Linked DNA regions of Triticum aestivum: region 1 is linked to region 2. Evidence: chromatin contacts called from public Hi-C data. All regions are on one chromosome and are shown on one strand. The core of a region is the stretch at or near the end of the contact, and the rest is flanking DNA. Distances in the headings are between cores, read along the strand shown.

Region 1 (4,886 bases), core at 2,038-4,537, 170 kb after region 2:
TGTTGGTGATTCATCTTCAGATATGTTTGCTGCTCTTTTTTGTACCACACTACCAATGCAATAGATCATTATGAACCTGACATGTCATGCCTCATTGATCGGTGAGCACCATATCTGGTAGATCACTGCTATTAACGATGCTGTGATTGTATCTTTAGTTTCTGATGCTAAATTGGAACTATTTATGTTTGGTCTCACATGAGCCTTTGCAAGGCATTGTTGCAACCACCCATTTACTGTACTTTGTTTGATATAATCTACATGACTGCTCTAAAATCAAGTTCTGAAATTTTTATTTCATCAATTGTAAAGCAGTTTGGTAGGTTTCTCAATGGTTTACGTGGGGTCAGTTGTGATTCCTTACCACATCAAATCTGATCTGCTATTTTTTCACACCCTCCATTTTTAGGTTTCTTTTAGTTTTCTGCTCTGTTATGCGCATCTTATTACTAGTACTTGACATTCCTTTCTCTATATGGTACAGAATGCTTCAGTTTTCCATAATTGGCTTGCGTCTTACAATGTTTCAAGGTGTTTTTCTTTCATTCGTCGTCCTGTTAGGAATTTAGCGATGCTTCTTTGATTCACTTGTATGTTCTTTCCATTTCTTTGGTCATGTCACTGGCTAACATCTCTTATTTTTTGTGTATGAATATGCTCCAGATCTCTTGCCAATGAAGTGCTGCACCCTGCTATACTTAACCATGTATGTACCACTCTTTATTGTCTTTAAAGTTGTATGCAACCTCGAACAGAACACTCTTGCTAATGCAGCACCGGCCTATGCTGTACCTTATCATATACCATGGTTTGGTCATGTTTTAATGGTTCTCTTTTAATTATTATTGTTGGCATCCGAGTTTGCAAGTAGATTTATGTTGTGCTGAATCATGCTTTGGTTTCGGTTAACCGTCCAATATTTGCTGTCATCTTTTCTTTAGATGCATCACTCGCAGTTATGCTTTTCTGTGCGGTACAGAAGAGATGTGATCTTTCTGGAGCTTTGATTCTCTGATAGCATTTAGCAGGTTTCTTTGCTTTGCAAACACAGTCAATTCATAAGCCTAAAGATTGTTTCATCAAATGTAGCGTGAGATAACAGACAATAGCTCACGTGGCTATAGTTATATATTTTTTCGAAAATGGGATTATCCGGCCTCTGCATCATATAATGCACACAACCGTTTTATTAAACGCGAACCAAGTTCAAATCACTGAGTACAAGACAAAAATAAAACTAGAAAGGTAACATTACCACAACCGTGATTACATAGCTCCAGCCAAATTGATTGAATAAACCCTATGAGCCGACTGCCCCCAGAGGCCATATGCGCCCGCGCGTCCGTGCTGCAATGATGACCACATATGCATAGATGTCGTAGTCCTGTAGATAACTTGCAAGTAATCAGGAATAGATGATCTCTTAAAAACACACTTGTTCCGGCAATTCCATATTGCCCATAGAGTGACACAAACTCCCACATGGATTTGGTCCTTCAGCTTATGATGAATACCAGCCAACAAGTTTTGAAACAGATTTGGAATGCTTGTTGGTGGCGCTAAATTGTAGGCAACATGAATCGTGAGCCAAATCATGATAGTAAACGGACATGACAGAAATAAATGATAAATTGTATCCTCTTGATCACAAAACAACATTTTTTGCTACCATGTCAAATACGCTTAGCGAGATTATCTTTTGTAAGAACTACCTCCTCTTGAAAAACCACATGAAAACTTTGATCTTGCAAGGAACCTTTGTTTTCCGCATAATATGTTTTCTGCGAAAAACAGGTCCACAATCCATAAGATCCAAATACATAGACTTCACAACGAAGATGCCATTAGTAGTTAACCTCCATTGGAACGTATTTGGCATTTGAGTTAGATTGATCGGGATAAACCTAGAAAATAAATGTATCCACTTTGTCCATTTGTCACCTAGAATTTTTTTTTCATGATCAGGTATCGTAAAGCTAATGAAGTGTCACCCAACTAGGTATCTTTCCAAAAACTTGTTGATTGGCCGTCACCAAGGGTGGCGCCAGGCAGGGCGTTGGCTCGGGGCGTGGTAAAGTTTTTCTTCGCAACTGTAGCAAAATACTACTGTAGCTAAGCAGCTTGCCTCCGCTACTGGCCGTCACCTAACTTAAAGGTTCCTCTCTTAAAAAGGATGACTTGACTCTTCATCAAGACCCTCCAAAACACTGAATCCGTAGGCTTAGCATCTACTCCCCCGTTTTTAAATATAAGTTTTTTTAAAGATTCCAATACGAACTATATAGACATATTTTAGAATGTGTAGATTCACTCATTTTGCTCCGTATGTAGTCCGCATTGAAATTTTTAAAAAGACTTATATTTCTTTACGGAGGGAGTACTTGGGATAATGTTTTGGAGTACATATATTTGTTATGGAGCAACTCTTGCCAAACATTAAGTTAAGCAGCTTATATACTACAATACGAAGAACAGGGGAATAGGTGAAGAGAAGAGTAGAAAAGGAAATTAGCTCACCTGCAATGTGGTTATTATGTGATGGCAGGTAGTGCATGTGCGCAGACAGATCTTAGCCCCAGCGCAGGTTGATTCCCTCTTATTTTGTTTCTTACCTCAGCTGCTTCAGAGCACCTTGCAGTAGTTTTTTAGGATTAATAACAGCGCATGCACACGGATGTTCCTTATTCCTTTCAGCATGTGGGGCACCATCAGGTGTCAGCCATTGGCCCCTCTCTGTACCTATGCCGGTATGCCCTCTTCCACGAGTCTATGTAAAACGGAAGTTAATCAATACCGCTCGATCTTAAATAACCGGATGGTAATTTACACTCTAATTGCCAGTGATTCCCCATCATTATCATTATCCCCAATCACTAGCTGATATCATATCCTCAGTCACTGGCTCGTATGGCAGCCGAACACTGAAAGCTCGAGCACCTCCATGACTGATTGCTGAGGTTTTGTCCACAGCAATTGTTGACATGCACCACAGTATCAGTCAGTCCCATGCCTGTTTCTTTCAGCTAAACTCAACCTTTGTTTCTTCTTCGTGTGCGTTGGAGATTTCACGAGACCGACACACGGAGGGAGAATCCAAGCGTGTAGCTAAGCCTCGCAGTCGCAGCCATCCACGAGATGAGAGGAAGCGGGATTAGGGACGAGAGAAAAACTACTAGCAGCTAGTAGAAATAAGGGACAGTTTGGCTCTTCTGGTCCTCATGTGCATCATCCCCTCCCCTCCACCCCGGAACAAAACCCCTCGCCTCGCGGCCACGATCACATGCCGTTGCCGCTCGCCAGTTTGTGTTTGCCTTAATTGGCCCCGGCCCCTCCCTCCCTCCCCCCGCCTCCATACCTCACTACTGCTCACTGCCAGTATATCCAGGGGGAGCGTTAATGGCTAGGTAGCGCGCCATTCCCCAAGCCAGCCACACATGCACACTGCGCCGGGCATTCACTCCCCTGCCCACTGCCCCCTCCCTGCTCACGCACGCATTCAGCACTGTGCAGCTGCTGCTCTCCCCTACCCCTGCCCTGCTGCATCTGCAACAGCTAGTGGCTGACTCTGGGGAGGATCGATGGTGTGGAAGAGCTGGGGACGGAGGCTGCTGCTGAGCGCGGTGGTGCTCCTTTGCTCGGGCGCGGCAGGCGCTGCTGCTGCCGGCGACGTCTCCCTCAGCCTGACGACCGCCCCGCCGCGCATCTCGACGTCGGCGTCGGCGGTGTTCGCCTTCCGAGCCGTGCAGAGCAGCGGCTGGACCTGCGGGGACTGCGCCATCACCTGCAAGGTAAGAGCCTCCGTCTTTCGAATTTCGAACGCATTCCATTTTTCAAATGTTCGTGCTCATTTAGTCAGGTTCAATTAGAGGAATCCAAGTATACATCCTAGCTTCCGGACAATTGTAGTTTACAGTTAGTAGTACTACAGTAGTTAAGAACAAAGACATGAAGCTGGCCTTGAATTAAACTGTATGAGATGAATGATTCTACAGCGCAATTCATTACTACCGGTGCAGTAATTCTCACCGGTCAAATATAATTTAAAATCCGGGCGTGTCTGGCATTAGGGTGTCTTTTCGAATTTTGCTGCCACCTGAAACACACTTATTTATACGTAAGAAGTATTGGTATCAGCAAGAAAAAAAGAAAAAAAACATTGTAGATTCCACATGTCTGCACAATAGTATAATTGAGCAAACAGTAGGTCGAACCTGAATACGTACTTCGGAACAGTTATATGAGGATTGTTTGCACTGCACGCAGTTGGACGGTGAACGAAGATCGGACTGCGGGGGCAACGGAAATGGGACGGAGGTGGTAACCTTTGCCGGACTCAAGGACGGCAACCACACATTCGCAGCGTGCGCGACCCCGAGATCAGGATCAGGAAGCAGCGCCGGCCCGACCTGCGCCACCTACGCCTGGGATGTTGGTTAAGTAACGCATCCAGCAACTAAACCCGACCTCAACCTAGCTGCCAAATCGATCTCCACTGACTGTGTATGCAATGTGCGCATGCAGACACCGTTCCTCCGACGGCGACGGTGGCGGTGGAGTCGGCGTTCACGGCCGCGCCCAACGTCTCGGTGCTCGTCTCCCTCAGCGAGCCGTGCCCGGGCGGCGGCGGCTTCACGTGCAACGCCACCTACTGCGACGTACGTATGTGACAGACAATTGGCCTGGTATGGTTCCACTCTCAGGGAATCTCTATGCGTCTGGTCTCATCGAACGAATGTGCACTGCGACTGCAGCTCATCGTGTACGGGCCCGGCCGCGTGGAGCCGTCCACCCTGGAGGCCGTCGTGCCCGGCCTGCGGTACTCCGTCGCCGTGTCGCCGTCGCCGGACGTGGACTACGGGCGCATGATCCTGGTGATGCGCAGGGGG
Region 2 (4,688 bases), core at 1,918-4,417:
CAGTAGGTATATTGCAATAATAAAATATGAATGGGTTTACAATAGTACCTAAAGTAGTGATTTGCATTATTATACTAATGGATCTCATGAAATTTTTTGAGTTTTGTGTGCTAAAGTTTTCAAGTTTTGGGTGAAATCACGATATATGAAGGAATAAGAAGTGGCAAGAGCCTAAGCTTGGGGATGCCCGAGGCACCCCAAGATAATATTCAAGGACTCCCAAGCAGCTAAGGTTGGGGATGCCCCGGAAGGCATCCCCCCTTTCTTCTACCAACTATCTGTAATTTTAATTGGAGCTATATTTTTATTCATCACATGATATGAGTTTTGCTTGGAGTATCATGTATTATATGAGTCTTTGCCGTTTAATCTGTCAGAATCATCTTTTCTGGACAAACCTATTTGAGAGGGACACACATTTTTCGTGATCTGTTAAAATACTCTATGTGCTTCACTTATATCTTTTGAGCTAGGCAGTTGCTCTATTACTTCACTTCTATCTTTTTGAGCACGACGATGATTATATTTTGAAGAAATATTTACACTCTCATGCTTCACTTATATCTTTTTGAGAGTTGATAATAGTAATGGTAATTTGCACAAGATGTGAATTTGGTCCCAATGTGACGAATATTCAAGAAGGATATAATCAAAACATTCATAAAGATCAATGAATGTGGTAAGTTTGATTCCTTGCAATAGTTTTGCGATATAGAGATGACAATATGTGAGTTATGCTAGTGAGTAATTGTGATTTAGTAAGAAAATTGGTGTTAAGGTTTGTGATTCCCTATGCATGCACGTAAAAGTCAATAGTTATGCAATGAAATTACATCTTACTTATGGTGCATTATTCAGTGCTAGTTCTGTTCAATGCATGTTTATGACCATTTTCATTGTTTGGTTGGTTGCTTCTCAATCTATTTGTTAGCCTCCATTTGTACTAAGCGGGAATGATGCTTGTGCATCCAACTCCTTAAAGCCAAGTGGTACCAAATGGGTTCACTATATCTACCTACAAACAATATTTACATGCCGTTCCAAGTAAATTTGCACGTGCCAACTCTAGTCATTCAAGAAAAATCATGTTTTGTATTCCCGTACAGCTCAAGAAGCAACAGGGGGTGGTCAATATCTTTCATGATAGATGGGTTATTCTCAAGTTGAGTGTTTATTCACTTGTCATTGCATGAGAAAATGGCCGATAATAGGGATCCCCAGTCCCGAAATGATATATATATATATATATATATATATATATATTCCTTGGAAAGTTGATAGTTTGGAAAGCACCCGTGGATACGGCTAGCCATGGATTGTGAAAGAATGGAGGAAAGGAAATAAACTTTATATTATGTTTGGGAACCTCCTATAATGTGTCTAGCATGGAAGATATTGAAAACTTTCGGTCGTGACGTTGACAGGAAAATTATTTTTATTTTGTGTCACCATCTTCTCTTATAAAGCATCAACTGGAGAACACTATTGTCATACTTGTGCATTTGATGTAGTTAATATTGAGTGTGTTTTCATGAATGGGTCAATGATTGAGCATGATGGGCTAAGGTAAAATGAACCTTACTTCCAAATATTTTTGAAGTATGTACTTGTCCTCTGCAATGCTTGTCGTTTTTAATCTGAAGGCCATCTCCAAAAGGAGATTTTCATATGAAAATATTATAGAGCTGACGTTTCCTGTGAGTGTTTTTTTTATGGAACACACTATGACATGTTTGATTCCACGCATGAATCTCAAAGCGGTGACACATGGCAATGCCGATGGCATAGCGCTCATGCCACACCCTCCCAACGGAACGACTCAAATGTTTGCTCGCATAGACCCTCCTGAAAGAATGATCCCATGTGTAGCATGACATCCACTTATGATGTAACATGGCAAAACAGTTACCAACAGGAAGAAAATTTTCCAAGACAATTTAGTAAGGACTGAAAGCACCATGTTGCTGGCTGGTCATAGGCATTGACGAAGCTATGGCAAGGCCATATGGATCATGGCCCATCCAACATTTTCAAATTTATACAATATTCTCTTTTACTGTTAGGCTTTGGAAAACACCATCCCATAGGCTGTTTTCTTTTGTTCGGCCCGCCAAGCCCACCAATGGGCTTCAAGTTCTGCCACTTGTCATAGGCATGACCACATAATATAGGGCCAACCCCTAAAAAACATAATATAGGGCATCACCTCAAAAGAAAAACATGATATAAGGCCATGAGCAATAGACAATGAAAACATCATGCTTTACGCCGCAACTTACGGATCTAGATGTATTTTTTACTCCTGACAGTTGATGAATAAATCAGAAGTTTTCCTTAAAAAAAACTTATAAACAACCGAAATCCTGCAAGCAGGAAGGGGAACCAGCTAGCTAGCACAACTTTTCGTCAACAAAAAAAGGGTAGCTAGCACAACTGGATTATTGATCATCAATACAGACAGACATGACTTAAGAAACTTTACAGAACCAGATATCAGCAGCTAACATAATTAAGCACAACCACAACGTTATAGAGTAACAAAATACAGAAGTAACGCAGCGCACAAACTTAACAAGAGCTACATGCATGTAGATGTAGAAACCAGACTTCTACTTCATGAACCCCTGAGCCATCTTCATGAACCCGCCGCCGCCGCCGCTCTCCTTCTCCTCCTCGCCACTCTTCTTCCCCGACAGCGATGCAGCCCCCTTCATGACGTCGTCGAGACCGAACCCATCGGACGATTTCTCTTCCTCCGCGGCAGGGGCAGGCGCAGGCGCTGCCTCCTTGGGTGCATCCGGCTTCGGTGCGTCAGCGGCAGCAGGTGCGTCGGTTTTCTCCTTCTCGGTGCCGCCGGAGCTGTACTGTTTCAGGTACCCCTCAGCCTTCTCGAGGTACTGCCCCACCGGCTTGTCCTCCAGCTTGCCGTACTTGGCGGCGGAGTCGAGGATGTCGGCGGAGGCGGCGGCTACCTTTTCCTTGTCGATGCCCTCGACGCTCTTCTTCTCGTAGGCCGTCTTGGCGGCCTCCGCGACCAGCTTGCTGCTGGACATCAGGTCCCCGGACGAGTTCTTCTCACCCTCCATTGGAGCTTAGGTGCTGGTAGCAAAAATCTTTTGTGGCTTAAGAGTAGTGAGGTTAGTAGCAGATGGAGTGAAGAGGGTGTATGCTAGGGGGGCAATTTTATAGGTGGAGGAAGACGCGGATGGCATCGGCAACAGAAGGGAAAGCTACTTGTGTGGTTGAGTAGTGGAAAAGAAAATATCTTCAGATGATACAAGACACGTAGGGGAAAATTTTGCCTAAGTAAAATACCCAATTTGAGTGTTGTAGAAAAATAGTATAGTTTTTAGTTCGGTATTAGACAGGAAAAACAAATGGTTATTTCTAAGAGCTTCGAGTGGATAAAAGCTATTTTAAAATGGTATAGTGCAAAGTACTGCTTGAAAATTCCTATCAAACTTACTTCTACAAATCAAACAAACAACACAGAAAAGGTTCTTAATATTTTGGTCCTCCAAATTTCTACAACAATCCTTCGTAAAGGTAATTGAACTAAGAGCAGGCTGCCAGTGTTAATGTGTATCTCTCCCTTTTTTAGTGCTTGACTGTGAAGAACCGCGGATCACGAAATGAATTTTGTTCTCACAAATCTCAGTGGATAACCTCTTTAAGATAAAGTGGCAGATATGGAATCAGCTAAAGCTCTTGTGGTCACAATCGCAAGTGGATTTTTATGCAAAATTAAAAATGAAAGAAAGTAGCCAATACGGTGGGGATACGTGTCCTCTTGCATTGAAAGTGATAATTACCTGCTGAACAGGGAAGATGTCCAGGGATCCCAGATGTCGACTGTCGGCAGAGGCACCACCGACGCTTGCTAACGGCTGAAACGAGTGACACGTATTTGGTGTACCCCCCGCCAGGGAAAATATCGGATAAGTATGAGGTGCCACTCTTGCTTCCATGCTACAGTACCAATTTAGAAAATTCAAATTTAAAAGGTATAAAAAATTCAAAAAAATTTGTGAATGTTCACCACACATGTGCCCACAGCTCTTCAGAAATTGAGATCCAAACTCAAAGCACGCATTGAGAAACAAAAAGCACAAATCCATGATGAATAGTGTCAAGAGAAGACAAAAGATAAAATGGCACTATTGACATCTACATTTCTCTTTTTTGTTTCGCCATCTGTATATCGAATTCCGATTTGAAAATTTTAGGGCTTGTAGACAAATGTTTAGTGAACAAAAATGTTTTTTTAGAATTTTTTAAACATCTATTTAGAAAAATTGATTCATGAGAGCATGACGGTATGCCCAGACAAATAAAGGAAGAGGGCTCAAGGCATCTTCAAGCGGACCCTCAAAACGCCCGCATAAGTCTGTATCGAGTTGTCCCAACGTAGTTTTTCACCCAACACAGGTCCATTTATCCGCGGATGTGTCCGCTAATCCAAATTCCCGCAAACCGGACGCAAATTGGGGAGCTTTGTGGGAGTCTGAACCGCTGCCACGTAGGACTCCAACACCCCTGACCCACTCAAATTCCCGTTATGGGTCACTTTTCTATCACTCCGCCCCTACTGCCTTTTGCTCTGCATCCGCATCCTCCTTGTCCAACGACGCCATTGTATCTCTCAAGCTGCCGTCCAGGCATTGTCGGGCGTCCACAGCCCCCACCCA

The links. A called contact is a pair of places that touch in the nucleus more often than the background predicts.
Region 1: a contact with region 2 is called in a Hi-C map of leaf, with 6 times the contacts expected there. The contact joins the promoter of LOC123077820 here to the promoter of LOC123077817 in region 2. A contact is called at or near these places in 2 of 5 Hi-C or Micro-C datasets (both in leaf).

What each region holds. Positions count from the first base shown.
Region 1 is chr3D:124,637,415-124,642,300 of IWGSC CS RefSeq v2.1, forward strand. LOC123077820 reads left to right here and starts at 3,288. Exons shown (of 13, transcript XM_044500149.1): 1 at 3,288-3,788; 2 at 4,264-4,432; 3 at 4,522-4,655; 4 at 4,752-4,886. The coding sequence starts at 3,579. It overlaps LOC123077821 (ethylene-responsive transcription factor ERF084), which reads left to right. Exons shown (of 8, transcript XM_044500154.1): 7 at 485-531; 8 at 664-3,148.
Region 2 is chr3D:124,471,153-124,475,840 of IWGSC CS RefSeq v2.1, forward strand. It overlaps LOC123077817 (nodulin-related protein 1), which reads right to left and starts at 3,168. Exons shown (of 1, transcript XM_044500148.1): 1 at 2,407-3,168. The coding sequence starts at 3,086. The coding sequence ends at 2,610.